2 separate regions of the Oryctolagus cuniculus genome follow, and region 2 is linked to region 1. The links are chromatin contacts, called in public Hi-C maps. All regions are on one chromosome and are shown on one strand. The core of a region is the stretch at or near the end of the contact, and the rest is flanking DNA. Distances in the headings are between cores, read along the strand shown. Region 1 overlaps MYRFL (myelin regulatory factor like). Region 2 holds the start of KCNMB4 (potassium calcium-activated channel subfamily M regulatory beta subunit 4).

Region 1 (6,687 bases), core at 2,382-4,881:
GTAGGCATAGACACGGCTCTTTCCCAAGAGGTCTGAACCTGTGTGATAACATCCCCAGCAGCTGCTGGCACCACTGTGGGACATGAAGCAAAGCCCACATGGGAATGAACCCTGCACCGCAGAAGACAGAATCAAGAGTGAAGGGCACGCAGCTCTGAGGATGTGACTCCAATTCTGGGATCCACTCCTGAATGCTTGAATTATAGGAGCCAGCAGACCCCCAGGTTTTGGTTTATTTGTGTTGCACTTTTTTTCCCTCTCCCGTTAAGGCAGTGAGAAGTTTTTATTCATTGCAACCAACATGTAGTAATTTGCTACAGGCTCTTGTGGCACCAAGAATCTGAGGTCTGAGTAGCCTTCGGAACTTAGAGGAGTTCTTTATTCACTTAGAGTCTCACCTTCCTCGGCTGAAGAACAGAAGTTAAAACCGCCTATCTTGCCCATCTTGCAACATTACGCAAGCAGACAGAATGAGATAACAGAAGTGAAAGCACTCCAAGAAGCTAAAACCCAGCTAAAGCAACAGAGACGATCTTGGGAGTGTGCAATATCAACTACACGAAACTACCATCCGTGTCTGCCAAAAATGGTGACATAACAGCAATTTCACATGTGCAACCAACCATTTTTGCATAATCCTTACAAGTGGTTGGTCTTAATTTGAGTTTGCCTCCCAAACTGTATGATTCAACGTCAGATATTTTTTTTATGTAAAATACTACTGGGCCTTTTGCTGTTTCCCCTTTCTTCTAACTCCTCCACGATCACTCATGCCTGACTTCAGGAGAGAAAGGGAAGGAGCAGGCGTCTGAAGGGCCAGGTGCAGCCTCTCAGCACTGACACAGAAGCAGGGCACTGGCCTCTTCAGAACGTGCCCACCTAGCCCACAGCGTGGAATCTGCAGCAGAAAGGGGCGTTTCTTTCACTCAGCTTTCCTTCTGTCCATATTTACCTAAAATAAATAAATAGAGTTTCTCCAGGTTACTTTAGATCCCAAATGTCATAGAAAAAATATTTTTCTAGGGTTCTTGAAGGGATGCAGTGAGGTAACTTCTACAAAGTGCTTAGCTCAGTGTCTGCCACCAGCAAAGAGTTCAAACAATGGTGCTTTTACAAAGTATTATTTTTTGGGACAAGCATTGACACAGCACTTGGGAAACCCACATCCCATGCCAAGGTGGCTGGGTTGGAGTCTTTGGGTCCACTTATGATTCTGGCTTCCTGCTAATGTGCACCCCAAGAAGTAGCAGGAAGTGGCTTGAGTACTTGGGTCCTTGGCCACCCCATAGGAAACGCAGACTCTCCTGTGGCTGTTTTCTGAAGATTTGAGAAACCAGTGCTATCTCAGGGTTGCAGCCACAAACCACCCCAGGAAGGAGCTTAACTCTGGACTGGCCAGGGTGCTTTGTGTAACAATCTGGATGGACGTGGAAACTCCTGGAAGGGCTGAGTGACTCGCCAGTACCTCCAGGGAGCTGGGGCACCAGGAGGAGGGTGAACAGATGGTTCCCCCTTCTGGCTAAGAACTCAGTTGGCCTATTATGTTGGAAAATCATAAAGAAGCCACAGGCTAATGACAATGAAGAAATTAATGTCACCTCACATGGGACATGAGCAGGGAGCTTGAGATCATCCAAAAGGGGGGTTTCCATGAGCATGCTGGATTTCCAGGGCTGAGAACAGAAAAATCAACTTCTGGCCAAAGGAGGGGGTTGCTTGGGCAAGGGTGGTCCCTGGGGATGGGGACCTGGGGGACCTGGCTGACAAGGGGAGGTCATCATCCCCTAAAGGGCCTCTAGAGCCCATGCTGGAGCTGAAGTCAGATGCCCCTGCCAGCTGAGCTCATACCCTGGGGCTGTGGAAGACAAAGACAGTGTCTCTGGCTAGGAGGGGCATCTTCCCCTACTCAGGTTAGAAAGCCACACACAGCTCCCTTCCGGGCAGTGTAAACTTCTAGAGGTTGGGGGCCATGGAGAGGGGAGCCCCAAGAGGGAAACCTCATGCGAAGCTGCTACAGGGACTTGTTGCCCTGAATGCAAAGCTCTGTTCACACAGCCTGCACTGGAGAACCTACGGTGGTGGAAAGTCTCCTGGAGTATCATCCTTTTCCCTAGTAAAGACCAGAGAATCTGCTTGGAAAATTCAGAAGTTCAAGTCTTCGGACTCCAAAAGATAACACTTTCTTCACAACTTGATGAGGTCTCTAAGCTCAAACATAGTATGTTTCATTTTATATAAGACTAAAAAAAAGATAGGCTGACCCCTGGGGCATCAGATGATACCGATGGAAGACCTCCAACATGATTTTCCGGAGTTTCAAAGCTCAACTCAGAACTCCCAGGTTTGGTGGAGTCCCAGGAAAGCTCAACGCCCCATCCCTCCCACTCCCGTGGAGACATCCTCTGACCTCTTGCTGCTCAGAGTGCCTTCCAGGAACCAGCAGCATTGGCCTCACCTGGGAGATGCTAGAAATGTAGATCTCACACCCCGTAGCAGATTCACTGAATCAGAATCCGCATTTGACCAAGAGCCTCATGCTGTTCTAGACACATTACAGTCAAAGAGGATTGCACTCAGCCAGGCAACAGGTGCACCAGCAAACTCTTGCCGGCCTGAAGCACGGGCCTTCTGAGACATGGTGCTCCTAAAACTGAAACACTGGGGTTGCACCTGCACCAGGGAGAGACAACGGCAGCTCTTCCTGGGAGCACCTGTGTGACCCTCCCTGCATGAAAAGGCACGTCCAGGGGAAGGAAAGCACTCTCTCTCTCTCTGAAACAGAACGAAATCTTGTACAGCTATTCAAAGGCTGGTGGTCAATCTTGGTCTTGTCCCCTGCCCCAGGTTTGCTCACTTGGTCTGGGGTAGTGCGGCCACACTCGGCAGTCCTCGGGGCCCTCCAGTGCCTGTGTGTGCTTCCTCTTCTTGCTGGGGGGCAGGGAGGTTCTAGAATCAAGAAAGCAGAATGGACGTTAGGCATCTTCTTTGCTCTCCGTCACATTACATCACTGCACTCTCCCTGGTATCTGCTCTCCACTTTCCTAAGACTAAGTCCAGTTGGTTAAGGTGCCTTGAGCCCAACTAGTCTGAAACTCAGTTTTCCCTTATCCAGTGGGTCGGAGACTCTCTTGCCTAGAAAACAGACATTTCCAAAGGCAGAGAACTTACTGAGAGAGAGACGACAGGAAATTAAAACACAGGTGTATGCTTTACACCTGAGGTTTTTTTTTCCCACAGTTTTTGATGCCCTTTGCCATCCTCTAGATCCAGAAGGAATCAAGGGAATGAAAGAAGGAAAGGGGGGGGGGGGATATCAGTCAATACTTAATTGATGGATAGTTTTCTGATAGTTCATTCAGATTCCCTTGAGCAGATTCCCATAAAAACAGCACTTCCTCCCTCGCCCAGAAAATCCCTGTACTTCAGGTCCTTGTTGAATGAGGGCCTTGGGTTTGGTAGGTTTGTAATTAAAAGATGGGCTAAGGCAAGAACACCAGGGCCTCGCCGCGGCCCATACACGTCTCAATACTGCCACCTCCTGGACAGGAGTCCGCTGGACAGTCTAGGTCACTGCCACAGGGGCCGCCTGCTGAAGGCTTTCTGCTGAGGTCGGTCAAGGCTAAATACGGTGCCCTTTACCCAGGGATGTGGCACAGCGTTTGCTGATGGTGAGAACAACTTAGCCCCAGATGCGAGGGCGCGCACTGGTCCGGTGGAGGGGCGGGGTGGCCGGTGTCGGGACAGCAGGTGTGAAAGCCGCCGTGGGTCTGGCAGGCATAGCTCACGGCAGCCACGCTCTGTGGAGGGTGCGCGGGCAGCATCCGGGGAGCAGCTGTGCTGTGGGGAAAGGCAGCTGGGGCCCGGCCAGGTGTGGTCCTCAGGGTCCCGTGGCAGGCATCTGCGGGAAGACACGGCAGGGAGTGCCTCTGCACCTTACCACCCGGAGTCTGAGAGGAGGAGGCACAGGGCGAGCCCTCACTCACCTTTGCCCTGCGGAGGGGAGCATGAGTCTGATGCGGAGTAGGGTGGGCTGTCAGGGAGCTGGCCTTGCCTGCGGATTAGAGACACGTGTTGCTTTCCGGTCTTACGCGGTCCTGTTAACAGTTACGTTCCCACTGGGAGGCAGGTCTGAGCACAGCTCCCACTGTGCTGATGCCAACTGCTCTGGGTGGGGACCACACAGAGCTCACCAGACCATCCCAGGGTCACAGCGCGATTGAGTGACAGGGCTTGGTGCCCTAGCTCTCGCAGCTCCTAGCTGTAGCCACAAACAAGTGCTTAACCTCTGTGGCTTCCGTTTCCTCCACTACCAAATAGGATAGTGATCACACCCACCTCACAGCATCGTGGAAATGAAGAGAAACAACGTGTTCAAATCCACAGCATCATGCTCCAGACATTGTGCATGTGCAGGACAGCTTAAATGATATCATTATTTCATAACATTCCCAACATCCACACACGAGAGACAGGTGCACATTCTGTGTGGGCTAAGGTAGTGTAAAGGCTGTCACTAAAGCGACAGCTTGCCATCTATGCTCTGAGGGATCCCAAAACTTTTGGAAAGAGCTCAGGGGTTTTACAAAATGAAGAAGAAAGGGGTGGGGGAGAGAAGGGAGGAGGGAAGTGAGGAAGGAAAGAGAAAAGAGGAAGAGAGAGAAAGACAGACCCTCAGATTCTTTAGACTTCAGAAACCCTTGATATAAGCACCACACTCTGCACTTGATGCTCTGGCTTGGAGAGTAAACCATCTTGTTAAGTTTCCAACATAATATGAGGAAGGGAAAAGTTTGTGTTTTTCATTTACTGGAAAAGTTACGCTTTCTCCTCAAATGGGCTCATTATCATTTATTCACTTCCTATGAGTAAGACAAGAGAACACAGTGACCATTCTCCAAAAATCTCATGCCCATGAGCATGGAAGAATAAAGAGGTGTAAGTGTAGAAGGACATCGAGTGTGAACACACAGCAGACAATAACACGGTGCCAGGCAGAGCCAGGGTGGATGCGGACTGGATTCCCAGGTGGAAGGGATGCAGGAAGCCAAGAAAAAGCATCCAGTCCAACAAAACCCCACAGAAGTACCTGGACGTGGGAGTTGCCAGGGGCAAGGGCAGGGCTGAGAGCAAAACAGTTGGTTAAAGATTTGATTAAGAAACAGTCGTGGCCGGCGCCGCGGCTCAATAGGCTAATCCTCCGCCTAGCGGCGCCGGCACACCGGGTTCTAGTCCCGGTCGGGGCGCCGGATTCTGTCCCGGTTGCCCCTCTTCCAGGCCAGCCCTCTGCTGTGGCCAGGGAGTGCAGTGGAGGATGGCCCAAGTGCTTGGGCCCTGCACCCCATGGGAGACCAGGAAAAGCACCTGGCTCCTGGCTCCTGCCATTGGATCAGCGCGGTGCGCCGGCCGCAGCGCGCTGGCCGCGGCGGCCATTGGAGGGTGAACCAACGGCAAAAGGAAGACCTTTCCCTCTGTCTCTCTCTCTCACTGTCCACTCTGCCTGTCAAAAAATTAAAAAAAAAAAAAAAAAAAAAAAAAAAAAGAAACAGTCGTACCCTTAGGTTAGCTCCCCCACCCCGTGATTGGATATCAGCCCCCTTCAGTCCAGTAGTTGGAAAGATCCACTACGGAAAAAGAGAACCAGGGGAACTGGGGCACAGGTCTTCCAGGCACGGGTAAGGACCTGGTGAGGTACTGCCTGAAAATGGCAGGATTCGTTAAAACTTCAACTGAGCAGCAGGTGGCGGGCCTGGCTGCTAAGATGCCCACCTCCCATATCAGAACACGTGAGTTCCCTGAGTTCCCTTCCCAGCTCTAGATCCTGACATCAGCTTCCTGCTGGTGCACACTCTGGGAGGTGCTGGTGATGGCCCACCTGTTTGATTTCCTGTCACCCATGTGGGAGACTTGGATGATAGTCCCAGCACCCAGCTTCAGCTCTGGCCCACCCCTAGCAGTTGAGAGCATTTGGAGAGTGAACCAGTGGATGAGAGCCGTCCTCCCACCTCTCAAATAAATTTTACCAGTTTCCTGCTAATGCACACCCTGAGAGGCAGTGATGACCTGAGTACTAGGGTCCTTGCAACCCACAGCAGAGAAACAAATGGAGTTCCTGACTCCTGGCTTCAGCCTGGCCCAGCTTTGGCTGTGGTGGACACCTGAATCACTTTGCCCATCAGTCTGTCTCTCTGCCTTTTCCATAAAAAATAAATAAAATTTAAGAAAATCTCAATGCTGACCTGTGAGACACTTTCTCAGCTCTGCTTTGTGTGCATCTAAGCAGATTTCCCACAAGAAGGAATCTGAAATACTGCTCTCAAGAAAAATCAGATGTATTCAGAGGGGAAAATGGTACTTTGAAGTTACCAAGAAAGCAGCAAGTCCCTGCCTGATCCCTCTATAACAAAGTTCATCCTTTGAAACTAACAGCTTGCACTCAGAACTTCCCAAACAGGAAAAAAACAATGTAGGAACAGACATTTTCAGAAAGCTTTCAATATTAAAGACAGCGAACAAATAACCAGATAAATAAGGAATGTCAAAAGATCCAAAAGATCCCTTTTGCTGCTGTTACAACTGGTAACCTCCTTGCAGGTCTAAGCCTCCTACAGATGAAAACTCTAAACTCACGGGAAAAGAGACCCCCATGGAGCCATTGGAACTGGGAAGAAGGTGATGGCACCGGGTGAG
Region 2 (6,687 bases), core at 2,481-4,980, 470 kb before region 1:
CTGTCCATGCTTGAATATTCTATCGGGTGTTATTTTATTCAGGTACTTCTTCTAAAACAGCTGTTAGCCAAGATCTGGACTGGCACTGGGAAGACAAACCTTATCTTGGGGTGCGCTGGTGGTGAGGGCAGGCAGGGGAGAATATCTTAGTATTACACAGCGCACAGTGACCACTTAGAAGGGATTTAAAGATCAGTGTTGCAGTAATTCTAATTCACGACTTCTGCCAGATCCTGCAAAACGGCCTGGAAATCGTGCCGCCGTCTTCTGGTGGGAAATTCTACTCTGTCAAGGTCTTGGTTAGATATTAGCCATTTATCTGCATATTAATATTCTACTGACGAGTGCCTGAGCCACTGTCTTGAAATATTTAGCAATACTTCCCCAACTATCATAACTCCTCAGTGATGAACTATCGTAGAATGTCTACCTCATGACTACCTCGGGGGACTTCTCTTTGATATTACTCATTGCACCCTGGAAATGCAATGTCTCGAACACCCTGAGATTGCTTTTGAAATTCCCGAGCGTGAGGCAGACCGGCTTGCAGACCCTGCTGCATCTTCACATCTGCACTCTAAAGTCTTACTCCTCTACTCCCCGCTAGTCTATGAGCATTACCTACATTTCTAGGGTGAATGAATCCTCAGTTGTTAGCAAGAACATTTTTTTTTACCAAGATGTGTCATATTTTTAAAAAGTTTTTGACTTTCCAATTTCAAGAATTCACTATTGAGGAGACAAACCCACGAGTTTTGCTGCAGAACTACAGAAAGCTTATTTTTAATAATAATAATAATAATACAGAATTTTTTTCCTTTCGGCTAAGTCCTTTGGATTAATACAAATATTGACATTCAGTAGAAAGTTTTCCTGCAAACACAGGATTCATCTCCCTTAGGGCTGTTTCCCTCAAGCACAGCACTCATAAAGAGGAAAGCTGTCGACAACTTTTACAAAGAGGCACCCCTGACTTTGATACTCAACACAGACAGCAGGAAGCGAGCAGAGGGAAGACGAAAGGAAACCTTTGCAGAAGCAGGTGCGCTACAAAGCTCAATTAGTTCACAGGCTGAGGACGCTGCTTTTTATAAGCGGCTTTTCACATTCTTCTCCACCGGGAACAGCTTTCTGAGTCTCCCTCTCTGCTCTCCACGCCGCGAGTCCGAACCAGGTCTCATTTCTTTCTCTTCTGTTCTGGCTCGTGAGAAGGCAACTTGTCAGGGGAGGGCTATCGGGCAATGTCACCGCAGGTTTTCTACTTTCGGTGTTTCCCGATTCTCCAGAGCGCTCCCAGTAAATGCCCCGCACACTAGGGTCTCTCTATGAACCCGTCTGAGAGTCGATTTCAGGCCCGTTAGGGGCTGCGTGTAGCCGCCGGAGTGCACCTACGCAGAATTCCGCCTTTGATCTCAGGTCGTTTGTCCACCCCCGAATGGACCCCCGGTTAAAACTGCCCGCAGAGTGGAACAAAGCCAGTTATCCGCTAACAACTTCCCAGGGGGTGGACCGACGCCCGCGACCCTCCCAGGAGGTCATTGCCCAGGAACGGCCAGGGCGCCGGCGGCGGCGGCGCGTCCCCGCTAACCCACTGGCTGTCGACGGAGGGAAAAGTTAACTTTCTCGGCTCCCCGCCTGTCTCCTAAGCCCGTGGCGTGGACGCCGGACCCGCTCTGGGCGCGAGGCCTCAAAACCCCAGAACCGGCAAGACAGGTGCGGAGGGCGCGCCGCGGAGCACGAACGCACCTGCAGGAGGGCCCCGCGCCGGGGGCTCCGGGTTTGAGGTCAGCCTGCGGTGTGACGCGCGGTCTCCTCCCACCCCGCGCGGGCGCTCCAACGCCGAGGCCGCCACCCACCCTCCGGAGCCCCGCAGGCGGCAGGCGTCGTTCGCGCGGGGCGTCCTTACCTTGGGGTTGGTCAGGAGCTGGTGCTCGTCGCTGTGCAGCAGCGCCCTGGAGTTGGACTCGGAGTTGTTCACGTAGACCTGGACGCAGGGGTACTGCGAGGTGCCCCTGCAGTCGGCGCCACAGGTGAACGTGCACTCGAACACCTCGCCGATCTGCTGCACCGACAGCACCGTGCAGTTGGCCGCCGTGGCTTGCAGATCCTGCAGCGCGGGACTGAGCCAGCAGAAGCCGAAGATGAAGAGCGACACGACGCCCGAGATGATGAGAAACAAGCCGAGCCGGATGCTCTTGTCCTCGGCTTCCGTGTACTCGTAAGCCACCCGGAGCTTCGCCATCGCCCCCCACTCTCGGCGGCTGGCGCGCTCCCCCCGCCCCCTCCCGCCCCCGGCGCCCAGCCCGACTGCCTCGGGCGGGAGGAGCCGCCGCCGCCGCCGCCGCCGCGCGACAGCAGGGGAGTGGGCGGCGAGGGGGAGCGCGCGAGAACAAAGGGGCCGAGCCCGGCGACGCCCCCGGCGGCGGCGGCGGCGGCGGCAGCCCCCCCCCCCCGCCCCGCGCGCCCCCAGCCGCCGCGCCGGCTCGGCGGAGCAGCCGCCGCTTCAGAGCCGCCTGCACCCTCGGGCGCGGGGAGCGCACGGACCGCTCCAGCCTCCAGCGCCCCCTGCCAGCCTCCACGCCCGCGCTCTCCCCGCCTCCCCCACCCCGCCTCCTCCCGCCGAGCGTCTCCCGGTCTCCATGGCCCGCTGGCCGCTGCTGCGCGCACCCGCCGGGCAGCGGCCGCCACGGTCCGAACGGCTGGGCAGGGGCGAGCCCCAGGGCTCCCCCCGGTGCGGGAGGCTGCTCCGCCCCTCCGCCGCCGCCGCCGCCCGGAGCCCTCGGGCCCCGCCCCGCCCCGCCCCGGTGCGTCCCCGGCGGGCGAGGGGGCGAGCGCGCACCGGGGACGGCGACGGCGGGTGTTCCGAGGCCGCGCTGAATCCCGCCGGAGAGATGTCCGAGTTGAGGATTTGGGATCAAAACAGCTTAACCGGGGTGAAAGTTTAAAAGAAAAAAAAATGGGAAAACAGAGGGGAAGGGGGAAGAGCCAGTGGAGCGGCGGGAATCTTGAACTGCACACGCGGATTGGCCGGTCGCCTGGCAGCTGGCGCCCGGGGAAGCGGGCAGGGGTGGCCGGGCCGAGCGCACCGACGTGGAAGCCCACGGGCGAGCGGAGGTCCTGGCTAGGGAGGGCAGGGGCTGGCGGCGCGGCGAGGAGTGTGGCCCGGCTGCGCCCACGCTGCCGCCCCCCGGGTCCCTGCGAGCGCGGGCACCGCTCCGTCCCGGCATTCGGCGCAGGCCCGCATCCCCGGCGCGGACGGCGAGATCGGACCGGCACAGACGCAGGCAGGTGGAGTCTGCTGTGGAGGCATCGCGCGGGGCGCCGGCGAGACGGGCGAAACTTGCTTCCGGGGCCTCGACCGAACCTCGCGGCAGCAGGGTCCGCCTCGTGAGATTTGTCCTCCTGGCTGGGGCTGGCTGAAGAGGGTCCGAAGGAAACGGGGCGTGAGGCGGGCAGGCGAAGAGACGCCGCTGCCCCGATCAGCACCGCCCCCTGGCTTCGCAGCTCCCGAGGACAGACCCCTTCGGCGGTTTCCCCGCTCGGGAGCCTCGCCGCCCGGGGGCCCTGCAGTGGCCCGCGGTTCCTCATGAGCTTCCCAGGATCGCTGCGCACACCCGCCTGGGCCAGGTACCGCTCCTCCGGGCTCTGTGCTCTCCCAGCTCTTCCCGCGGCTCCCTGCACCCCCACCCCGCCGGTGCACCGTCAGGCTCAAGTCCTTGTTTTTGTTCCAACATTGCCTTTTCTCAAACCGTACTTCTATCAAACTTGACTACTACTACATCTTGAAATTATCATCAAGATGCTCACTTCGTGGCAAAGCATACATAAGTGTATTTTTTTTTGTTGTGTTTTGCAAGTCCCAGATGAGCAAAAACTAAATTGTGCTCCTGATGAAGACGTGGGGCTCTTGTCTTCTCTGTCCTGGGCTTCAGATGTTGCTTAACTGGTATCGCGTACCTTTCGCCTGCGGTTCTGCTCAAGTACCGTTCCTTTCTGTCTTTATGTGAGAGGCAATGCGGATTTCCAAGCAGTGGACACATCAACTTGAGTTGCTGGGAGACCCTGCTTTTTGTTTTCTTTCGTTTGTTTTTTTGTTTTTCAAGAAGATGACTGGGTTAGGAAAACGTCGAACTGAGGAAGACGCTTTGTACTTTGCTACCGTCCCGTTTTTACCCAGTGACTGCCATCATTCCCAGCCTTTTCTGTTGGTGCGAGACCAATGTGCGTAATTTCAGTAGCTGAAAGCAAAGTGAGTTGCTAGTTAGAACAGCTTACCCCGTGGTCACAGGCTTCACCCTGCGGCAGCAAAGCAAAGCCCCCTCACAGACTCCAGGCAGCTATTGCAGCTGGGGTTGCACAGGGGCGGAACCTGAGCCAGGAATTCATTCCCATTCTTGCTCATGGATGGGGGAGGGGCCTAGAACTACTTGAAGGAGTATTATTGAGTTTTCAGTGATTTCAGAGCTTAAAGTGTTCTGTCTCAAAATTCTTCTCAGATGCTCTTCCAAGACTAGGAACATCAGAAAATCAGAAAATTCATTTGCAGTTTAACGTAAGTTCTTTAGAACCATTGAATCAATTTGTTTGTAGTTTGGCATGTAATCATTTCTTTACAATTATTTGAAGAAACGAGTGCTACCCGGCCTTCTGTTCTTTAAACATTTACTTTCCTCCTATTTTAAATTAGTTCACTTCTCAAACATATCAAAAGATTTCACAAATGTGATCAATTTATTTTACCCTTAATGGAACTGAGTGCTTATTAGTTTCCTTTACTTAAAAAGTTTTTTTGAAAGGGTTAGAGAGAGAGGGAGGAAAAGGGGCCAGCGGTGTGGCATAAGGGATAAAGCCGCCTTTGACAGTGCCAACTTCTCATATGGGCTCCAGTTCTAGTCCTGGCTGCTCCACTTCCGATCCAGCTCTGCTATGGCCTGGGAAAGCAGCAGCAGATCAGCAAAGATGGCCCAAGTCCCTGGGCCCCTGCACCCCCGTGGGAGACCCAGAAGAAGCTCTTGGCTCCTGGCTTCGGATTGGCACAGCTCCGGCCATTGCGGCCATCTGAGGAGTGAACCAGCGGATGGAAGACCTCTCTCTCTCTCTCTCTCTCTCTCTCTCTCTCTCTCTGCTTTCCTTCTCTCTGTGTGTAACTCTGACTTTCAAGTAAATAAATCTTTAAAAAAAAGAGAGAGCGAGAGAGGGAGAAAGATTGTCCATCCACTGGTTCACTCCCTAGATAGCCTGAAAGGCCTGGGCTGGGCTAGGCCGAAGCCAGGAGCTGGGAACTTCTTCCAGGTCTCCTGCATGGGTACAGGGGCCCAAGCACTGGGCATCCTCTTCTGCTTTCCCAGGTGCTGTAGCAGGGAGCTGGATCAAAAGTGGAGCAGGCGGGACTGGAACTAGCTCCCATATGGGAGGCTGGCATCCCAGACAGCAGCTTAACCTGCTGTGCCACAATGCTGGCCCCAGTTTCATTTACTTGAAGTGAGGCTGTCTTCCCACATTCAAGCACGACTGGCTATGTCCACCCCTCAATTTCAGAGTGGGTCACCATTGATTCTCTGGTCAGAATGGTGGTAGAACCCCAGAGACCTCAGAAGTGCTGAGCTCCTGAGGCTGCTGAGCACCTGCTGATCCCTGGAGGGCAAAGAAAAAGCAGCTAATTCTCTGAATGCTGTTCCACCAGTTACAATATAACACCAAAAACACTCGAACCAGACTGACATTTGACGGACATCACTGTCTGCAGCCTTTTTCAGGAGACTCACAGCTTGATGAAATCCCACCTAAAAGGAAAATAAAATCGATACAAACACAGACATTAAAGCCACTCTCATTTATAATTTATTTTCATGATCAATATTCTTAAAAAAACCCTGTGGCAGATGTTAACAGTTGGAAAACACAATTTAATATGTACATATAGTTTTATGAAGAGTCTGAAAAAGTGTAAGGAGAGCTTTTATAAACTTTAAAACTTGGCACATTTTGAATTTTTTTGATAATAAAATTTTAAATACTTAGATGGCTAAAATACAAAAGTGAGAAAATTAATATTATAGACTTTTTCATTAAATTCATTCTTTGTGTTAAGTTTTAAACACTCGCACCTTGGATAATTAGGTAAGAATAAACATAATGAAAGTATCTACACTAGAAATTTTTTTTTGGTTTAGCAAAAAATTGTACGTTTTGTTAATGTTACAGAAAATGGACTTTCCTTTTTATTTGGTCTTCAAACTGAAAGTTACACTTTCAACTTTACCAAAGTTTAGTTCACTGATAACAAGAAATTAACTTTCTTGCCATGCTGTATTGTGAATATTATATATATTCACCATATATATACATTATATATATATTCGTCCATCCACTGGTTCACTCCCTAGACAGCCTGAAAGGCCTGGGCTGGGCTAGGCCAAAGCCAGCAATTTTAAGTTCAAATGAATTTCCTTTGTGACTACCATTGTTTTGGATTATTATTTTTTCCTGCCCAAAAGTTCATGTATACTAAGCATGTAATTATTACTGGAAACATTACTTATTATACTTCTAGGTATTTATAATCATTTATTACAACAGGAAGGGATCTTAATTATCGCTGAACTCAACATTAATGAAGAAGCTCCCAGACTTTGCATTTTGTTTGAAATAGTACTAGTTCAAATTTATGTTTGTATACAGACTTTA

Evidence for each region. A called contact is a pair of places that touch in the nucleus more often than the background predicts.
Region 2: a contact with region 1 is called in a Hi-C map of an unstated tissue, with 2.8 times the contacts expected there. The contact joins the promoter of KCNMB4 here to the enhancer-like site in region 1. A contact is called at or near these places in 2 of 6 Hi-C or Micro-C datasets (skin fibroblasts and an unstated tissue).

The regions. Positions count from the first base shown.
Region 1 is chr11:72,437,100-72,443,786 of mOryCun1.1, reverse strand. It overlaps MYRFL (myelin regulatory factor like), which reads right to left. Exons shown (of 27, transcript XM_008256780.4): 5 at 3,984-4,051; 6 at 3,640-3,898; 7 at 2,855-2,946. Among named protein-coding and RNA genes, the nearest start is that of MYRFL, 62 kb to the right of the region's middle. Within about 2 kb of position 3,631, at least 1 of the 8 cell types and tissues checked has an H3K27ac peak or open chromatin away from gene starts, as enhancers often do.
Region 2 is chr11:72,911,310-72,917,996 of mOryCun1.1, reverse strand. KCNMB4 (potassium calcium-activated channel subfamily M regulatory beta subunit 4) reads right to left here and starts at 3,730. Exons shown (of 4, transcript XR_011380162.1): 1 at 1,907-3,730.